Linked DNA regions of Sus scrofa: region 1 is linked to region 2. A link is a contact called in public Hi-C data. All regions are on one chromosome and are shown on one strand. The core of a region is the stretch at or near the end of the contact, and the rest is flanking DNA. Distances in the headings are between cores, read along the strand shown. Region 1 has its middle 94 kb from the start of HERPUD2. Region 2 has its middle 52 kb from the start of HERPUD2.

Region 1 (6,201 bases), core at 2,627-5,126, 44 kb before region 2:
GACTCTAGTGTTCCTGGGACCACAGAATGAATAGTGCTGCATTTAAGGAATAAACTGTCCAGCCAGACAGAGAAGCCTCTCACCTGGAGTAATGTTAAGGAAAACATTATTCATGGCACTTGTTAAAACAATCAGGCAGATTTTATTCAAGACCACTGAGATAGGTATGCAGACTTCCTTGATGGGTTTTGCAATAGGAGAGAGAGATTGTGGTCAGCTCTGAACACAATAGGAAAAAAATGGGAATTTAAGAAGCCAGATGGGGGTCAGTGGATGGAAAGTTACTAAGGGAAACATTAGAGGTCTCAGGCGGATTCTGACTGAACTGACCTAACAGGATTCTTGCTGAAGGCAGACCAGGATGATCCGTCATCAGTTGGGGCCTGGTGGACAATGAGGAACCGGATCCAATTTTGGGGGTGGGGGAAGATTCTGGCTAAATCATCTTAACAGGATTCTTGCTAAAATTGAACAATGCGGAGATAAACATAGAAGCCCAGAAATCAAGGACCATTTGGGAAGAAGGCTCAGTGGAGCCTGACCACAGTTTGGTCAAGGAGAGACTCTTGTCAGCAAACCACCAGTTGAACGCCTGTGACAGGTTCTGAAAAAAGAACTGGGGACAAATGCAAGAATGGGAGGCAAGGGAGCAGCAAGACAAATCAAGGGAACTGGCAGGGATTTTCACTGAACTCACATAGAAACCCTCTTCAGAACTTTGGGGGGTTTTTTTGTTTGTTTTTTTGTTTGTTTGTTTTCTTTTTTTTATTACTCAATGAATTTATTACATTTATAGTTGTACAATGATCATCACAATCCAATTTCATAGGATTTCCATCCCACAATCCCAGCACATCCCCCTACCCTCCGAATTGTCTCCTTTGGAGACCATAAGTTTTTCAAAGTCTGTGAGTCAGTATCTGTTCTGCAAAGAAGTTTAGTCTGTCCTTTTTTCAGATTCCACATGTCAGTGAAAGCATTTAATGTTGGTGTCTCATTGTCTGATTGACTTCACTCAGCATGATAATTTCTAGGTCCATCCATGTTGTTAAAAATGCTGGTATTTCATTCCTTTTAATGGCTGAGTAATATTCCATCGTATATATGTACCACATCTTCTGGATCCACTCCTCTGTCGATGGACATTTAGGTTGTTTCCATGTCTTGGCTATTGTAAATAGTGCTGCAATGAACATCGGAGTACATGTGTCTTTGCAAGTCATGGTTTTCTCTGGATAGATGCCCAGGAGTGGGATTGCTGGATCAAATGGTAGTTCTATGTTTAGTCTTCTGAGGAATCTCCATACTGCTTTCCACAGTGGTTGCACCAATTGACAATCCCACCAACAGTGTACTAGGGATCCTTTTTCTCCACACCGTCTCCAGCACTTATTGTTTGTAGACTTTTGGATGATGGCCCTTCTGGCTGGTGTAAGGTGGTACCTCACAGTGGTTTTGATTTTCATTTCTCTAATGATGAGTGATGCTGAACATCTTTTTCATGTGTATTTTGGCCATCTGTATGTCTTCTTTGGAAAGTTGTCTGTTTAGATCTTCTGCCCATTTTTGGATGGGGTTGTTTGTTTTTTTGGTATGGAGCTGCAGAAAGTGTTTATAAATTTTGGAGATTAATCCCTTGTCAGTTGATTCATTTGCAAAGATTTTCTCCATTCTGTGGGTTGTCTTTTCATTTTGTTTAGGGTTTCCTTTGCTGTGCAGAAACTTTTAAGTTTAATTAAGTCCCATTTGTTTATTTTTCTTTTTATTGTCATTACTCTAAGAGGTGGATCTGAGAAGATGTTGCTATCATTTATGTCTGTCAGAGAGTGTTTGGCCTATGTTTTCCTGTAAGAGTTTTATAGTATCTGGTCTTGTATCTAGGTCTTTAATCCATTTTGAGTTTAGAAAAAAAAAAATAACAACAGAGAAACAACCTCCCTCAAAGGCTCTGAGTAGAAGGAGTTCCCATCCTGGCTCAGCGGTAAAGAATCCAACTAGTATCCATGAGGACAAGTGTTCCATCCCTGGTCTCACTCAGTGGGTTAAGGACGAGGCTCGGATCTAGCATTGCTGTGGCTGTGGTGTAGGCTGACAGCTATAGAAGCTCCAATTCAACCCCTAGCCTGGGAACCCCATATGCTGCGGGTGCAGCCCTAAAAAGACCAGAAAAAAAAAAAAAAAGGCAGTTCTGAATAAAGACAGCACGAGAGCACAAGGCATCTGTACTCTTTTCTTTTCAGTTTCCCCAGGTGACTCTACTGTGTGGCCTGGGTGACAGCGACCAGGTGGGCTAATCCTGTCACACTAGGTGTCCCTCATACAGAGCAACCAGTTAGTCAGAGATTTCCCCCAAGAAGACAGACCTCCTATGGGCTTCAGGTTTCTTGAAGAAAAACTATCTTTGGCAGCTCTGACCTCAAGACGTTGTGATTCTGATGAGGCCAGGATGAGGGAATGAGGGAGGAAGCCACATCTTTTCCATCTTCCCTGGAGCCAGGGCCATTAGCAGAAAAGGCTTCCTCTTCCCTGGAATCCCCACGCTCACCATCGAAAGCTAGAAACAGGATGAATGGTTATAGTTTCTATAGCTTCTAAAGTTTCACCGTCAATGCATCTCACAGGATGGCCTTCATTTACTTCCTAAAAAAGTGAATTTGTTTGGAGGTGGATTTATTTCCAATCAGTCCTGTCAGCTCTCCATATAATAAACCTGTATTTTTTTTTTTTTTAACAAGGCGTTTGCTATCTTCTGTTCTCTTGAACGTAGCCTTAGAAATGTGAGTCCTGGAGACTCAGCATACTCCATTTTTATGTTGTGGTTCTCCTTTTGGCTTTCTGGGTACCCATGTCCCTGGCATCTCAGCCTTCATATAAATGATTTTCACAGTGTGGTCCCAGGACCAGCAGCAGCAGTGGGCTGTTAGAAATGCAAATTCTCGGGCCCCTACAGATCCATGGAATCAGCAGCTCTGGAGCTGGGGCAGCAATCTGTATTTAACAAGCATAAATACCCTAAAACCTCACACTTTGGAGAAAAGTCTTTAAACACCCCCCTTAGACTTCCAGGCTTCAATTTAACCATCTGTTCCAGAGAAGGAAATGGAATCTATTAAATACCCATCCAGGCTGGATTTTGAAGCCTTAAAAGACCTAGATAAAGCTAGACTTCATTTTAAGATGGAAAGCTGAGGCTTTGGTTGTCAGGTTATATTGCCAGGGGGTCAGCTGGCAAGAAGCAGAACTGTCTCAAACTGCACTCGTCTGCTGTCAGAGCCACAGCCCCCTCTGTGCCCCTCCTTACCTCCAGCTCCAAAATATCACAGCTTCTAAGGCAGGACCTGAACAGAGAGATACCAAAGAAGCTGTCAGATCCCTTGATTCTTTAAAACAATTGATCTTGGCTGAATAAGGGTGGATGGCAGTTCAATCTGTTCAGAGAAAAGGTATTACAACGAACCTCCTCCCTCCTGTTCTGTCCCAGCCATCAAGCACATGAAAAATACTTTCACTAATTCAACACAAGTTCATTCCTTGAGCACCAGATGCTCTGCAAAGTCTAGAAATAGCAGCAGAGAACAAGAATGAGGTCCTGGCTCCTGGTCAGTGATGAAATTAAATAAGGTGATGATTAAATAAGAACCTGCATTTAAGCACTTTATGGCCCAGATATTTCACCACCAAAGACGGGTTTGTTTGAGATCAGCAGAGAATTGTAGTTTGGAATTTGCAAACATAGCAAGCTGTGTGCAAGTCCCCACCCAGCAAGGGCAGGAGAAGTCTTTTATAGAGGGGGAAAGGAAGTTGAGAGCCTACAGAAAACACAGAGTCCAGAGCTCTCATTGGCCAAGTCTTTGCCAGGGGAGATTTGTTCTTCCTATTGAGTTCCGATATGAGGTAGGGCACCAGAGCTCCCCCTGCTGGTCTACCAACTCTAATTGAGATTTCTGTTAGTTTATTTTTTTTACAAGAGCAATAAGCGGTTCAAAGCAGTAGGTATCAAAGCCTTTGCCTCACCCCAGCCAGATGCTTCTCCCACTGGTAGAACTGTGAACACAGGAGAGCTTCTGTGGGCTTCAGGGAAAAGAATGATGCTCAGGGAATTCCTGCTTGCAGGAGAGAACAAATTTTCCTAACTCCCCTCTTAACCCCAGAAAATTTCAAAACCAAACATTGCCAACAGAGATCACATGCCTGTGACGTAAGCTACTAGGCAGTCCCTCTGAGTAAAATGTCCTTTCCCTCAGGTGAGCCCACAGGCCAGGCAACATACGCCCCCCTCCCCATCCTGCCCCATAGCCTGCAGGGCTTATAGCCCAGGCCTTTGCCTGTCCCTAGAGGGAGGGAAGCCTGAAAAGACCAAGGAGCGGTGCCCACAGAAGCAGTCAAAGCTGAGGGGACACAGGCTTTTTGAAGACCAGAGCACGACCATCTTTGACATTTTGTCCCACTTTTGGGGTGGCAATTATAGAACACTCGCTGAGTATGTAATTTTTAATTGATGCAGATTTAGTCCTCCCTGCTTTGTTTCATGAGACAGAAAATACAATTTTAAGGGTGTGGAAATGTTTGCATTATGATCAGAATCCCAAACCAAGCCAGTGTTTGAAGGGACGCCAAGACGAGCGCCCCTGAGTAGGGCGACCACGGGGAGAAGCTTTCCGGTTTCAGTCTCAGGCTCTTTTTACTGGGTAGATTTTCTCTGCATCCACTGTGCTATTGCATTGTCGGTCCCCTCCCTCCCTCCCTCCTTAATACACTCTATTCAGGACTGGGAAGCAAAGGCTAGGAGCCTGTTCCCAGACATGGTTTGTTTGGGGGAGGGGGGGAGTGGCGTGAGGGGAGGAGGTTGGCCACATCCAAGGCAGAAGGAAGTTCCCAGGCCAGGGGTCAAATATGAATTTAACCCACTGAGTTGGACCAGAGATTGAGCCCATGCTGTAGCATAGACAACACTGGATCCTTAACCCACTGCACCACAGCAGGAACTTCTGTAGACCTTTTATAAAATTTTTTTAACATTTTTCTTTTTTCTTATTTTTAAAAGTTTTGTTAAAGTATAATCGATTTACAATGTTATGATAATTTCTGCTATATGACAAAGTGATTCAGTTCTACATGTACACCCATCCATTCTCTTTCAGTTTCTTTTCCCACATAGATTATCACAGAATATAGGGTAGAGTTTGCTGTGCTATCATTCCACAAACCTCAGCATGCACAGATATTGAAAGGGAAAGTTGGATGGATCTGGTGGCTGGTCCTGTGTGACCTATAGACTCAAATCTCATAGTGGACTCATTTGGGAGATGAGGCTTCAAGGAGGCCACCATGGCGGCGGCAAAGATCTGGGTGGGGCACTGGGGAGGATTCCTGGGTGCTGGCGGAGTTTTAGATCTCCCCCCCACCCCGGGTGAGGTTACACAGGCACCCTTTTACCTCACAAAAAGTAAGTCATGAACAAAAAGCCATAAATATATTTGTTTGATTTAGTAGAGATGTTTGTTGCATTTTGTAATTTGTATGAAACATGGCTTTTTAAAAAGGCATCCCGAAGCACTTCCAGTTTAATCACAATATTGCTGCCAAGCCCTCCTGGAAAAGGCGTTAAGTCAGGAAGTGTCTGTGAAAGGGAGATAGATGTCCCTCTCTGGACACCAAACGAGAGAGGAATTTGATTTTGTTCTGTAGGGAGACAGGCCCCGTCCAGGGTGCATGGGCCCAGGCCTCCATGCCCAGGGGGATGCCCAGCTGCAGAGGGTCCGAGCCGGTGAGCATCCGCAGCGGACGAGAGGACCAGGGAGGCGGGGCGGCCATCTTGGCAGCTGCTGAAAGAAAGAGCCCGCCTCCCTGATCTCTGCTGCCATCACAGCAGATTATGTGAGGTAAAATGTGTTCTTTATAAAGCCACTCCCAACTTTTCATTAGCTTGCTTTTTTCTTAACGAGAAAACTAATCAGGAGAACCACAAGAGATCCCCCGGCTGGATTTGCACTCTCTCTCCAGTGCGGCCAAATGTGGCTGAACCCAGACCAAACAGAGATGTTTACTGACAGCCTAATAAACAAATGGCCCCCTTTGGAAGTAACCTTGATGAATGGAGCATCCAGGTGTTTTCAATAATGGCAATAAGCACTACAACTCAAAGTATTTCTGATTCAAGTATAATGCATTATTAGGCCATTAGAGGCTGAGCACGGAGGA
Region 2 (6,265 bases), core at 3,745-6,244:
ACAGAATACTATCAGAGTGATGCATGAAAATACTACGTATTCTGTGGCTCTAGGAAAAGAGCTTTAGGGTTCAGCCTTCTGACCAATGTACTTCCTAGAGTAAAGGAAACAAGGAACTACAGCTAACTTTAAACTGTGGGGAAGGATTGCATGGGCTAGAGATAAAGGAAGAAAGCCACCTTGGCAAATTCTGTTTTTCTCAGACTTTTTCAAGAAAACAAGGCCCACATTTTTATTATAAACCATTACTGGGTACCAGAATCCTAAAATTCTTAGGATTTAGGAGGTAAGAACCACAAGTTACCAATAAGCTAAAAGAAAACAGGGCAGGATGGAAACATCTGGAGACTCACAAACTCTGTCTCACTTTCCATACCCATGAACGTGTGTTTGGTTGATATGAAAACAAATTCTTTTAGTCTGGCTACAAGCTAAGCTAACAGAAGAAACATTTCCTTCGGCCCCAGGCCTTTGCTTTGGCCCGGGCCAGGCTCAGGGGCGGACTACTCCTTACCCTGCCTGAAGGAAGCAGTGTTGAAAGTAAGGTATTTGCTCTTAAGAGAGGAAGGCCTGTTCTCAAAGCCTAAACATTTAGCTGTAAAATGTGTAAACTGTGTCATGGAATTCTGGCTGTGGTATGTGTCAAGCTAAGAAAACAACTTATCATCGCTCTGTGTAACACGGAGGCACAGAGAGGCTGAGACAGATAAACACATACATATGTAGTTAGTTATGATACTAAAATACAGGAGCTGCTGGGCAAACTTCTTTGCTGCTGAGAAATTGGAGTTACTGTTGTATAAAAGCTGTCTAAATGACTTGATAGCGTCATCAGTTAAGCAGTGGTTACAAAAATGTGTTGCTGGATATGGATGGACTCAGAGATTATCATACCAAGTGAAATAAGCCGAAAGAGACAAATATCATATAATATTGCTTATATGTGGAATCTAAAAAAAAAAAAAAAAAAAAAAAAATACAAGACCCACAGACATAGGAAAAAAAAAAAAAAAAACTTACGGTTACCAAAGGAGAAAGTGGGGGAGGAATAAATTAGGATTAATATATAAATACTACTATATGTAAAATAGATAACCAACAAGACCTACTGTATAGAACAGGGAACAATACTCGGTATTTTGTAATAACCAATGAGAGTAAAGAATCTGAAAGAGAATATATATATATATATATATATATATATATATATATATATAACTGCATCACTTTGCTGTACACCTGAAACTATCACAGCATTGTCAATCAACTATATTTAATTTAAAAAAAAGTCTTGCTGAGCATGTGTAAAGATAGAATATCTTGTTTTTTTATGGGACAGTTTCTTAAAACACTTGAAGTAGATTTTTGCTATTGAAATCATATTAAGCATACCCGTATTTTAAAAGTTTTTCTGTAGCACTTATCACCTTCTACCACGGTCTATGATTTATTTTTTGGCTGCGTCCATGGCATGCGGAAGTTCCCAGGCCAGGGACTGAACCCACACCACAGCAGGAATCAGAGCCACAGCAGTGACAACCCGATCCTTAACCCACTGAGCCACCAAGGAGCTCCTGTAATTTACATATTTGTTGCATTTATTGTTTATTGACTCTCCCTCCTACAACAGGTAGACCTTTGCATACGGTTGCTGCTGCTGCTATGGCTGCTGGCCTAGGACTCAGCTCAAATTTCAACCCCATGACTTCCTATCCCACATCTGCGACTTGGTCCTCTCTAAGCTCCACCTGCAGACCTAGAGTGCTCACTCTAACACTTGATTATCCTAAAAGTGTTATAGGGCTGTTGGTTCCCAAACAGGGAAGAGTTTCTCCCTTTTACCAACTCCCCCCACCCCAACTGCAATCTTTGATGTGACGTTCCCCACACAGACATGTCGATTCACTATTTCGGCCTTAAAATTCCTCAATAGCTAATACATACTGGGCACTACTATGTGTCAGGCTCTGTCCTGGGTGCTTGGGATACAAACAGACCAAAATTCCTAAATTAATTCCACTTACATTTCTTCAGTGCCCATGGAAATTGATATCATATTCAATGCCTCTCAATAAATTTATTCTGTAGCTCTCCATTTAGAATAAATCCCACTTTGAAATCTCAACCTGACACCAATTTTTGATGTTTGCCTTTAAGATATGTGGGCAAGAGGGCCTATAATCCTCCAGATCTGTAGGGTTTTTATTAAAGTATCTTACTTTACACTTAACTACAAATGAGCAGGTGCTCCCCTCCCCTAGGGCTCTGGGAAAAGGACCATTGAATGCAAATGTTACAGGTGGCACAAATCCTGTTGTCATTTCAATGAGACTCCTTACATACCTAAAGTAAACCCCAAAGCCAAATTGAATCATTACAGAATTCTTAAGTAAATCTTTTAATCCTTTCAGAAATTTCTGCCAATCTGCTTCCATCTGACCGTACTGGTCCATGATCCACCCATGTGGAAACTCTTCCCCCAGCAAACCATTGGAGGTTTTCAGTTGGAGTGTAATTAATGTGCCAAGTCATAACTATCATGGAAATATTAGAAAAAGTCAATATAATGAAAAGCCTTCCCTTGTCTCTTTCTTGAAATTCTTCTCCAGCTTAACCCAATTGCCTAAGTACTTAGAGGCCTTTAAACAAAATGAAATCCTAATGATGTCTCTGCCATGAATAATTAATTGTTCATGTACAATCTCCTCAACAAAATCTATTCTCATTCGATTAGAGGTTTCCTCAAGATAATGTGAGTTCATTATGGACATTTTTAACCTCCTTCTTGGATCTTTCTATGTCCATCGTATCTGTGTCTGTGATCTGAGATTCCATTGCCCTGGCTGCACCCCCAAAGAGCAATAGTTGTAAGACAATTAAACCTCTTTGAGAAGTGGGACACTGTCTTTCTACTTTCAAACATGGCTGCTTCACTGAGAGAGTAAACAGTGGAGGACTGAACTTACTGTGGTAAGAAGGGGAGGTCTGCCCTTTCAGAGGGAAAGAGGAGACGAGAGATGGTAAGGTGGGTCTGCCCACCTTCCTAGGTGAGTCTTCTGTCTTCCTGAGAAAGCCCTGATGCCTGGAAAGTCCTGGGAAGAAAGGGACAATATAATAACGGAACATCTTGTCATTTCTTTTCAGATGATGAAATGTAAGTTCATAGACACCAAGGGAGAAATTTCAGGGGTTATCTCACATTCACTTGACAAATAACTGAATCCTGCTGTCTGTTCCAGCTCCAGCCACTGGACCTAAATGAACCTTGTCCCTCTCCCTGTCACAGCCCTGCCTTTTCAGTCGTCCCTCCTCCAGCCTTACCCACAAATGTGTTCAGTTCTTCCAACTGTATTGCTGAATTGAATCAGCTTTACTACATCTGTGTTTGAACTTTTAAAACTAATCTAGATGAAGAAAAGGATCTCATTTATAACTGGAGACGTATTTTTATTTTTCTCTTAAACTTAAGTTAGATGAATTAGATTATGCCTAAATTATTGTTCTTTTTCAAAATGATAATCTAAAGAACACTTGGGCATAGGATAAACTTGGCAAATGCTACACAGAGCTTTTTGTTGCACAGTTTTCTTACATAACTATACTCATCCAATAATTTGGTATTCTTTTTTCAATCTAGACTATCATATGCAATTTTTTGTTTGTGGGTTTGTTTGTTTTTTGCTTTTTAAGGCCGCACTTGCAGCATATGGAAGTTCCCAGGCTAGGGGTTGAATTGAAGCTGTAATTGCCGGCCTAAACCACAGCCACAGCAATGTGGGATCCGAGCAGCATCTGTGACCTATAGCGATTCATCTGAACAGCATCCATGAGGATGCAGGTTTGATCCCTGGTGTCTCTCAATGGGTTGGCGATCTGGCTCTGCCATGAGCTGTGGTGTAGGTCACAGACGTGGCTCATTTCTGTCATTGCTGTGGCTGTGTCATAGGCCGCCAGCTGTAGCTCCAGTTTGACCCCTAGCCTGGGAACTTCCATATGCTGTGTGTGCAGCCCTAAAAGGCAAAAAAAAAAAAAAAAAAAAAAAAATTCCTATACACTCTTCCCTTCCTTTCCCCAAATATTAACATTTTACATAGCCACAGTACAATGATCAAAACCAAGAAATTAACCTGAAATAGTACTCTTAACTAATCTACAGAATATGTTCAAATGTCACCAATTGTCCCACTGATGTCCTTTTTTCTGGTCCATGATCCCCATCCAGTCTCCCCCATTGCATCTAGTTGCCATGTCTCCAGTATGAAGTAGGTCTTTATCTTTCTTTGTCTCTCATGCCCATAATACTTTTTCAGAGTCAAAACTGTTAAACCCTTCAAGTTTATGACTATCCTCCAAACCAATTTTATTAAAGGCAGCTCTTTAGATAGTTGATAGCCAGCACATCAGAAAACATCCTTGATGTGGGTTCTAATCCCAGATGACTGCTGTAACCTCAAGCCAGTCCCCCAGAAGGGGCGGGAGGAGGATAGGAAAGTAGCTGAGAAGGAACAGATTATATACCAACAGGATTGCTGAGGTTTTTTGCTTTTTGGAGTTTTGGGGCCACACTCATGCTGTAAGGAAGTTCTGGGGCCAGGGACTGAACATGCACCACAGAGGCCACAGCAGTGACAGCACTAGAGCCAGGATTACTGAGTTTTAAATCTACAACCTTCTGTAGGTGGGGAGCCCATTGAGAGTAAGCTGGTGCCCACTCACCAGGGCTTGATGGAGCCAGGAGTTCAACCCAAGACCGTCTGAGAAACACGCAGCTGTCAGTGTTTCACATCCTGAAGCTGAGTGAGGGTCACCTTCTCCAGCCTTCCCAGAGTTTAGCATCAATGACCAGGATGTGAAGACCAAGAGAGGGCCTCCTTTCGTCCATAGTTTCTCAAGCTACTTTGAAGTAGCATTTTGCCCTCCAGTGCCCCCAGGCTCTGAAATCACCTTCCTCGGGGCAGGGTGTACAGCAGTGGAGCTCGTGATGTTACACCACCATCTAGTGCTAAAAGTAGTAAAGTGCAGCCACCCATCCTTGTCTCAGCTGTCACACTGTTGAAGAAATAACTAGTTATTTAGCAGAGGCTGAGAAACTTGAAGAAGCAACATGGCAAGATTCAATCAATTCACTCTGATTTCATAGTGTAACAAGCCAGTGTGGTTTATTGAGAAGAGGCAATGGAATCAAAGGGACCAGGAAAGAATCCCTTTTTACTGTTCTTAAAGTAAGACTTGCTAAGTCTCTGAATGTCCCTGGACATTATTTTTTTCATTTTTAAAATAGGACTAATAGTATCTACATGTAAGGTTGTGACACGTCTTGATGAAGACGGGGTTCAGAGCAGACCCCCAGTAAACATGAGCTTCTTCTCATGCTCCTCTCTCACTCCTTTTGCACAATTTCCATGACAACCCAGAGTCATCAAAACAGAAGGGATAGTTCACGAGAGGTTCAATAATGGTTATCCAACAAGTCGGACAGATTGTAAAACCCAGAGAGCTGTGTGGTACTGTTTAGAGCAAGAGCTCTGACAGGTGGCTGCCTTGTTTTGGACACCAGCTCTGCCAGTGGCTGGGTTTTCCATCTGTAAAACAGAAATGGTAACAAAGATACCTACCTCCTAGGGTTGTTGAGAGGATTAAATAAATTAACATTTGCAAAGTCCTTAGAACATTAAGCATCTGATAAGTATTATCTATTATTAATAACATTTCCTTTTTTTTTCTTTTTTTTTAACTGCCCCCATGGCATGTGTAAGTTCCTGGGCTAGAGAGCAATTGAACCCACAACACAGCAGCAACTATGCACCAGATCCTTAACCTGCTGTGCCACAAAGGAACTGCTATTAATAACATTTTTTAATGATGCTGACCCAAAAAAGCAGGGGTATATAGGGTGGGGAGGCTCTGAGCCAGCATGTATTTGATTTTTAAAAAGAAAATGTTACATGTTACATTTATTGTTTTTTGGCCGTTACTACTCCATCCTTTGTACTTCTCTCTCTCTCTCTCTCTCACACACACACACACACACACACACACACACACACACGCACACGCGCACACACACACACACAATCTTCAAATACTTTGAATCTGGTGCCTCTTGACTGAATTAGCTTGCTGGTGCATCACCAAGGTGAGGCAGGGCCTGGGCAGCCTTTCTGAGCTTCACTAAGAGTTCAAACATCTCAGTGAGCTGCATATGCTGGTGAAGTGAACATTGATCATTTTGAAATAGTCCTCTTACTCTAGTAATACTTTTTAC

Evidence for each region. A called contact is a pair of places that touch in the nucleus more often than the background predicts.
Region 1: a Hi-C map of fetal liver shows a contact between it and region 2, with 1.8 times the contacts expected there. The contact joins two enhancer-like sites. A contact is called at or near these places in 1 of 5 promoter capture datasets (fetal liver) and 2 of 47 Hi-C or Micro-C datasets (embryonic fibroblasts and fetal liver).

The regions. Positions count from the first base shown.
Region 1 is chr18:38,375,891-38,382,091 of Sscrofa11.1, reverse strand. No RefSeq gene overlaps it. Among named protein-coding and RNA genes, the nearest start is that of HERPUD2, 94 kb to the right of the region's middle. Within about 2 kb of position 3,876, at least 1 of the 83 cell types and tissues checked has an H3K27ac peak or open chromatin away from gene starts, as enhancers often do. A contact at or near this core is called in fetal liver, where this site is marked.
Region 2 is chr18:38,332,925-38,339,189 of Sscrofa11.1, reverse strand. No RefSeq gene overlaps it. Among named protein-coding and RNA genes, the nearest start is that of HERPUD2, 52 kb to the right of the region's middle. Within about 2 kb of position 4,994, at least 1 of the 83 cell types and tissues checked has an H3K27ac peak or open chromatin away from gene starts, as enhancers often do. A contact at or near this core is called in fetal liver, where this site is marked.